Regions from separate parts of the Sus scrofa genome. Here region 1 is linked to region 2. A link is a contact called in public Hi-C data. All regions are on one chromosome and are shown on one strand. Each heading gives the region's core, a stretch centred on a gene start, on an enhancer-like site or on the middle of the called end of the contact. The rest is flanking DNA. Distances are from core to core; before and after follow the strand shown. Region 1 holds the start of LOC100521447 (serine/threonine-protein kinase Sgk3). Region 2 holds the start of ARFGEF1 (brefeldin A-inhibited guanine nucleotide-exchange protein 1).

Region 1 (3,975 bases), core at 328-2,827, 610 kb before region 2:
AAGGTGGCAGAATAATCCCCAGAGCTTCTCATGCCACTGAGAGAATCTAACAGAATAATAGGGCGATGTAACACATTGGCAAGACCAAATATGTGGATGTTCCTCAGGCCCAAGGGAACACCCTCAGGTGGTACAAACAGAGGGTCACACTCATTGATAATGTCCTCCCACTCAGCGGCATCAATGAAGTCGTGGAACAGGGCTTGATATCGGGCCAGGTGCTGCTGGAAGTGCTGTTTAAGATTCTCTCGCAAGGCATGCCAGAAGAGCTCCCGGCCTACCAGAGCCCGGGACACAGCATGCACCAGGCAGTGTCCATCCCCATCCACATGCACTGGAATGAGGCATTCCTGACTTTTATTGGCCCGCTTGATGTCCTCAAGAGTGTCATGCAAATACAAGAGGCTTCCGGAGCGGTCCTTGCCATATCCCACCGTATTCACATGCTCCGGTTCGATGAGGAAGGCGCGGTCACCCAGTAAAGCGCAATCGAACAGTTCGCCCTGGTTCATATCCCGGAGCAGTTTAGCCCGGCCTGTCTGCTTGTCCATTCCGTAGCGAGCTAATATGGGCGACAACAATTTGCAGTGGTAGTTGGAAAGGCCCATCACCTTTACCAGTTCCGTGTTCTTCTTGGGTGCCCCTGTCACCCCGAGGAGCGCGTTCCGCAGCAGGTTGTGTAGCACTACGTCCGGGTCAGTCACCTCCTCCACCCCCAGCAGCTGTTGCTGCTCGTGCCGCTGTCCGCACTCGGTACACTCGATGCTGACAGAACCAGAGGCCGGGAAGAACAGGCGCGCCTGGCACTTCGGATCCGGGCAGCTCCCGGAGAGGATTCTCCGGTCTCTCCGCTTCGAGAGCCCCCCCGGAGCAGCCGCCGCCGCCGCCGCCAGGGACGGCGGAGTCTGCGGAGCCTCTGGGGGAGGAGGCGGCGGCGGCAGCGGAGGCGGCGGCGGCGGCTGAGACATCGCTCTCGGTTCTCGAGTCTCGCTCCGCGACCCAAGCGACCCTCAAAGGCTCATAGCCCAGACCCCCGCCGGCCCGACTCGGTCTAGTCCAGGCCCAGGGCGAATCACTTTCCTTTCCCTACCAGCTCCTCCTCCTCCTCCTAAGCGAAGGCGGAAGCGCTGGACGTTGTTTCTCTTTTTACTTCTCCACTGCCGTAGCCGTTGCCCCGAACGTAACGGCCACCACCCTACCCCGCACTCACACTCACTCACTCTCGCTCTCTCTCCCTCAGACACACAGACATACACGCCCTCGCTGAGACTGCGCAGGCGCAGCTGCCGCTCTACCCTCTGGGAATTAGAGTTTTTCAGCCTTCTCCTAGCCCTCAAGAGGTAGGATCTTAGGGCCGCGAAGAACTACAAATACCGTGAGGGTAAGCGTTTCAGCGCCCGCGGAGAGGAGGAAGAGGAAGGCTATCGGAACGGGGACAGAAAGGAAGACTGTCACTCACGTTGCCTGCCGGGAGTTGTAGTTTTTACTGTATCTCTTTTGTCGTCTTCCTCACTTTGGGGCCCAAGCAAAATGAGTATGAGAGACCACATTTCCCAGGATGCCCTGCGGTGCGACCAGCCTCACTTCCCCCTTAGACGGAGGGGAGGATACAGGGAAACTTGGTTAAAAACAGAGTTAAAGGGAATGGGTCTCGGAAGCCGAGGGTCTGAAGTTCAAGACTCCTAGAAGGGGAGGGGAATGAAAGCCACTCAGTGAAGAAGGTACAGTAAATAAATGTCCAGCGACATGGCGGGCTGGGAAGTTAAATGAAATGGTCTAGTCTAGGCTGGAGGTCACGAGAGGAAAAGGGTGGGAATGGTGTATTAATTCTCGGAGTGTTTCTCCAGGTTTTTTTTTGTTGTTACACTCCTCTCTTCTCATTCCTATCTCTGTTACAAGCCACTGAGGCTCTTCAGCCCCGTTGTCTGCCTTTTTTCTACTCTCTGGGAAAGAGGGTCACTGAGGCGCCATTTGTTTCCTCGTTCCGTGTACGTCTTTGCAGTTTGCAGTACAGATAACAATACCTTGGATGTGTATAGAGTTTAAATATACCTAAGCCCTTTACCAATATACATATTTTATATGTACATATTTAAATATACATATATGTATGTATAATATACATACAATAATATACATATGTACAATAACTATAGATATTGTTTGTGTCTTCCAGTCCTACTCGCAGAGTCATAACAGCTATCATTTATTGTGTTCTTGATATATGCCTGTCACAGCATTTACATACACGATATCATTTGATCTTCATAATATAATAATAACCTTGTTAGGAAACACGTCCAGAAAGGAAATGACTTGCTCAAGTTCACAGGCATTCAGACCTAGATCTGTTCCCATTTTACAGACCAGGACATAGGAAAGCTTAGGACAGTACTATATAAAATAGTAACTAACTTATGGATACTATTTATAGTTTACATTCACATATATTATTTCATCCTCACACCTGTAATACCTTTACCAAAAGATATTGGGTCTGGAAACAGACCAAAAGGAGTTAAATGGCTTGTCCAAAGTCAAATCAGCAGGCTATCTCAGAGCCAGCAAGGGCTTTTTACATTTATTCCTGCAAGAGAAAAAAAAGAGTTCTTAAGCTCAGACCTTTAGTTAGGTCTCAGGGTTTCCGTTTAATGGGGCTGTAGGAATGTTTACCTTGAGGGGGGCCACAGACCTGTTTTATTACTTGTGTGCTGGGTAACTGCCTCTTCATGCAAAACACATTCATATGTTAATTGAAAGCTAGTATTATCTTAATATTGTACAGCCAGCCCCTTCAGTTATCATTCTGAAAATTCTTGCTTTCTGAGACTTTAGATAAGTGAACTGCCTCAAAATTTCTGAAACATTTGGCACAAAATAGATACATCAGTGCAGTCCCTGAGGCCACTCAAATTTTGTAGTTGCCAAGGGAACAGTTTATCTTATTAGGTTTTTTTTTTTTTTTTTTGTCTTTTTGCCATTTCTTTTGGCCGCTCCCGCGGCATATGGAGGTTCCCAGGCTAGGGGTCTAATCGGAGCTGTAGCTGCCAGCCTACACCAGAGCCACAGCAACGCTGGATCTGAGCCGCATCTGCGACCTACACCACAGCTCATGGCAACGCTGGATTGTTAACCCACTAAGCAAGGGCAGGGATCGAACCCGCAACCCCATGGTTCCTAGTTGGATTCATTAACCACTGCGCCACGATGGGAACTCCTTATTAGGTTTTTGAGTAAATAGAATTTGATCCTTCAAAATTAACCATCTGTAAAATAACACTCCTAAAGGATGTTAGTACTGACTTTCACCTAATTATTGTCTATGATTTTCTTCTAAAGAGCTGACATTTTTCAAAGAGAAATCCTTCAAATATTATTTTCTTGCACAATTCTACCTGGCCCATGCAAAAATAATATTACCTTCGTACAAGATAGGTAATGTTACTTATTTTGAAGGGGATAATTTCATGCAGGAAAATTTATTTCTAATCTGACAGTAGTTTGGTGGTAACTTCACACGTGGTCTTAGAACTGACTTTTATAAATTGAGAAATTAGATATGCCCTTTAAGTGGAAATTATTTTCTACTGTGACTGAGAAGTTACACCTTCGGTGAAAATGTATTTTTCTCATTATGAAAGCCTCAGACCATGGGAAGAATAACAGCAGTGTGCAATTCTAACACTGTCATGAACTTTTTTTTTTTTTTTTAATGGTCGTACCCATGGCATATGGAAGTTCCTTGGCCAGGGACTGAATCTGAGCCGCAGCTGCGCCGGATCCTTTAACCCACTATGCCAGGCTGGGGATCAATTGCCCCTGCAGTGACTGGAGCCACTGTATCAGCTTCTTTCTCTCTCTCTTTTTTTTTGGTCTTTTCTAGGGCCGCACTGGTGGCATATAGAGGTTCCCAGGCTAGGGGTCGAATCGGAGCTGTAGCCACTGGCCTATGCCAGAGCCACAGCAGCGCGGGAT
Region 2 (4,083 bases), core at 201-2,700:
CATTACACTAGATCGCTTCCGTCTGAACTATAAATCAGAATTCAAGCTTGAGAGCGGCTGCCACGGTCCAAACATGTGGCTGGTGGGTGTCATTGTCTTTTTCCTCTTCCCCATTCAAACCCTTCCTTCCTTGTCCCCTAAAGCCATCTTATCTAAAGGTCCTATCCTTCCCCGCTTTTATCTCGCCCCCCCACCCCTTAACCTCCGGTCTAGTTCTTCCAGGTCAGCCCAGTCGGATACCACATTACTCTGTTTTTCCCGTGGCGGAGGCGGAGAGATGTCAGAACAGGCTGCACCTCTCGCAAACCCCTTCTCGAGACTGTCAACAAGGGAACAACTTCAGCCTAGCTTCCCAAAGTACCACGCCAAACGACAAAGTTATGGAAATTACAAGACAGAACCCTTCCCACGCCCAATCCTGCCAAATCAGCTCCACCTCAATTTTCCACGCCAATAAACAACAGCTCCTCTTGCTGCCGCCTCACAAAGGGTGAGAGCCTGTCCGCACCGCACGGTCGGCCGACACAACCTGCTCTTCCCGAGTCGAGCCCGAGCGCAGCCGCCGGCCCCGGGCCGAGCTAACTAACTGCCCTTCCTCCTCCACCCTGCCTCTGCCCCCCATCCAGCCGAGTTACTGTCAACTCCAGCCAGGCGGCCGGGGCTCGGCGAGGGCTCCCCGAGGTTAGCGGCGCCGGCTCAGGGCGAGCCCCCAGCGACCCCACCTCCCGCGCCGGCGCCCCCCCCATTCCCCCACCCCCATCCCCGGCCTCCTCCCCACTCACCTAACGCCACCTCGCACGCTTTGCGCAGTTGGGAGTGATGCGCCTTCTTCACTTCCTTGTCGGCCAAAATCTTCTCCAGGGCCCGGGTCAGGAACATGTTCTTCGTCTTCTTCCCCTCATACATGGACGCAGAGAAGGAGGCGGCGGCTCGTCCGACCCGCGGCTCCCAGCGGCTGGAGGGGAGGAGGAGGGGGAGGAAAAGCGGAGAGAAAGGAGAGGGGGTGGAGGTGGGGAAGAGGAGGCGTGGAGGGCAGCGGCAGGATCAGGAAGGGGCGGGCGGCCGAGGAGCGCGGAGGTCGTCACCGCCCCCAGAGGGGCCGCGCCCGTGGGACCTCCGCTTCTCCCCGCCCGGGGGTCGTTTGCCGGCCACCCCGCTCCACTTGTCCCTCCGGCCCGGGGGCGGCGAGGGAGCCCAGCTCGGCGGCCGTCAGCCGGAGGCCGAGGGACGAGGCGGCGGCTCAGAGGCCCGGCGAGAGCAGGGCTGCCCTGGCTACTGTGGGGATTAGCACCCGCCGTGGCCGCGGACTGGCCTCCATCACCGCCGACCTGCCCCGGCCGCCATGTTGGGAGGAAACGACGCGTCACGCAGCGGCCGAACGGCTGCAGAGGAGGAAGCGGCGGCGGCAGCGTCGGCTGCCCAGAGCTGCCGCGGCGCCGGGAGGCAGGGGGCGGAGGGCGGCGCGGGAGGAGCGGCTCGAGCCGCAGCGCTACGGCGGCCCGGCGGGGCCTCGCCGCCTCCCGCGTTTGCCTGCAGGGCGGCGTGGGGCGTGGCGGGCGTCCTGCGGCGCCACGCGGGGCGCTTCGGGCTCCTCACTGGGGCTGCGCCCTGGCACCCGGAACCCCCGGGGCCGAAGCTCCTACTGAATGAATGGGTCTCCCAGCTGCGCTGCATCCACGTATCGGAAGCATATGGAGAGCCCCCCGGTGGGCGCGCGGCCCCTTCCGCTCCAGGGGTCACGGAAACAGCCGTCCGGCCCAGGTTCAGCCGCGCGGTCTTCACCTGGCACTCTCGATTTTCAGTTTCCTTACCAGCTGCACGAAACTGCTGTCCAGGTCCGTGCCCGCCGACTACCTCAGGATTCTCTCTTGGGAAGACTAAAACCAATCTGACAAGGATTGGGGACTGTTTCACTTTTTCATTTCTGTAGGATAAAAATCGGTAAACTCTAGGTTTCAGATCTCTACTGAATTGAGATTAAAGTTAAGGGAACAGGTGAATGCTTCTGATTGATGAGTTCCCTTAGAGCTCTATGCCATTAATACTAAGATTCGGCTCAGGACAGGAAAACTAGTTTCAGAATGGAAAAGCTCTAAGTACAGATGTTACCGCAGACACACGTGTCTGCTTAAATACTAAAGAAGAATTCAGATGTCTACAATGTTTCATTCAGAACAGAAAATGATAAAGAATACCATTAAACTATATGCAAATAATTTACATGGTGATCTAGGTGCATATCTCCAAGTTCAAAGCTACTGTGTGGCTGTTATCAACCACACGCCCCAAACTGTTACACACTGTTAGACTGTGTCTCTCACAGTTCTGGTCTATTCGATCCTCTTGACTGTGGACTTGTCCTAATGCAACCATCCAAATTCAAAAATGGAGAGTCTGGGAGTTCGCGTCGTGGCTCAGTGAAAATGAACCTGATTAGCATCTATGAGGATGCTGGTTCAATCCCTGGCCTTGCTCAGTGGGTTAAGGATCCGCATTGCTGTGAGCTGTGGTGTAGGCCATCTCCTATTGATTGGACCCCTAGCCTGGGAACCTGTATATGCCGCCGGTATGGCCCTGATCTGGCATTGCTGTGGTTGTGTGGGCCAGCGGCTACAGCTCCAATTTGAGTGACAAGATTTGGGACAGTCTAAAAACCACGGGAAATAAAAATGGAAACCTTGAGAATGATCCTAATTAAAATGAACAAATTATTATTATTTTTTTTCATCTACACCTGAGGCATACAGAAGTTCCCTGGCGGGGGACTGAATCCGAGCCGCACCTGCAACCTCTGTCACAGCTGTGGCAATGCTGGATCCTCAACTCACCGTGCCATGGCAGGAACCCCTACATTAATTTTTCTAAACTTTCTTGTCCTGAGAAATCTGTAAATTCAACTAATTTTACTCTAAAGACTATTTCTAGATTCCTAGAATTTAAAGATTCAGTATACTAGATCAAATATAATACTAATTTCTAGGTACACTTGTAGATTATAAAGTTTTTTAGAACAAGCTCCATTCCAAATTTATCTTTTTTTCTTCATAATGCGGGTGTTCTGTCGCAGGTACTGTGGAAGATGCTGGTTGATCACCAAATCCATTTACTCTTCTTTCCTTTGCACAAACATAAATTGTGTTCCCTAGTCTGTCTTCCAGTTAAATGTAACCATCCAGATTTAGCTCAATAAAAAAAGAAAAAAAAAAATAGAGTTCCTGTCGTGACTCAGTGAAAACGAATCTGACCAGCATTCATAAGGACACAGGTTTGATCCCTGGCCTTGATCAGTGGGTTAAGGATCTGGCATTGCCATGAGTTGTGGTGTAGGTTGCAGACATGGCTGCGATCTGGCATTGCTGTGGTTGTGTGGGCCAGCGGCTACAGCTCCAATTTGACCCCTAGCCTGGGATCCTCCATATGCGGCAGGTGTGGACTTAAAAAGCAAGAGAGAAAAAAAATATCCTCCACAAGCAGATTTTCATGCCCTTTCCCTTCTGTGGCTGCATGCTAAAGATGGCAAAGCCTGGGTCCCTGAATTACCATGTGGTGGAGAACCAGCCAATCAAGAATGCTCATTCTGGACTTTAGGTGGGCAAAGTAAACTCAAGTTATGTTTAGCAGCTAACTTAATCCTAAACAATACACTTGGCATTCATTAATGAATAATACAGAAATCTTAGCACTTAAACAGGGTATACTACATAGCACATATCACAATCTGTAGTCATCTTGTCTGCTTACTTGATTCTTATCTGTTAGCCTCAAGAGAAAGACCTCATCTGTCTATTCATTTCCATATGCCTAGCATCTAGTATAGTAATGCCATAAAGAAGGCTTTTGGTATAAACTTCTTGAATAGAAACTTGGGTGCATGAAAGACACTGGGCTAAGTCAGGATTACACTGCATTTAAGAGTTTACGGTATATAACAGAGAAAAAGATTAAACAAGCATGTCACCAGTGGACATATAATTACAAGTGTATACAGTATGATTTAAGTGCTCTGAAGAGATCCACTTTAGATTTTGGATTCAGAGATACTTCCCTGAAGAAGCAACATTTAAAACTGAGGCCTGGGAGTTC

What was found. Hi-C and Micro-C count contacts between places; a contact is called where the count stands out from the background.
Region 1: a contact with region 2 is called in a Hi-C map of embryonic fibroblasts, with 2.2 times the contacts expected there. The contact joins the promoter of LOC100521447 here to the promoter of ARFGEF1 in region 2. A contact is called at or near these places in 2 of 47 Hi-C or Micro-C datasets (embryonic fibroblasts and liver) and 1 of 2 datasets of contacts at active chromatin or transcription factors (skeletal muscle).

The regions. Positions count from the first base shown.
Region 1 is chr4:68,070,694-68,074,668 of Sscrofa11.1, reverse strand. It overlaps LOC100521447 (serine/threonine-protein kinase Sgk3), which reads left to right and starts at 1,577. Exons shown (of 17, transcript XM_021089284.1): 1 at 1,577-1,721. It overlaps VCPIP1 (deubiquitinating protein VCIP135), which reads right to left and starts at 1,266. Exons shown (of 3, transcript XM_003355045.4): 1 at 1-1,266. The coding sequence starts at 968.
Region 2 is chr4:67,462,884-67,466,966 of Sscrofa11.1, reverse strand. ARFGEF1 (brefeldin A-inhibited guanine nucleotide-exchange protein 1) reads right to left here and starts at 1,450. Exons shown (of 39, transcript XM_001928010.7): 1 at 783-1,450. The coding sequence starts at 906.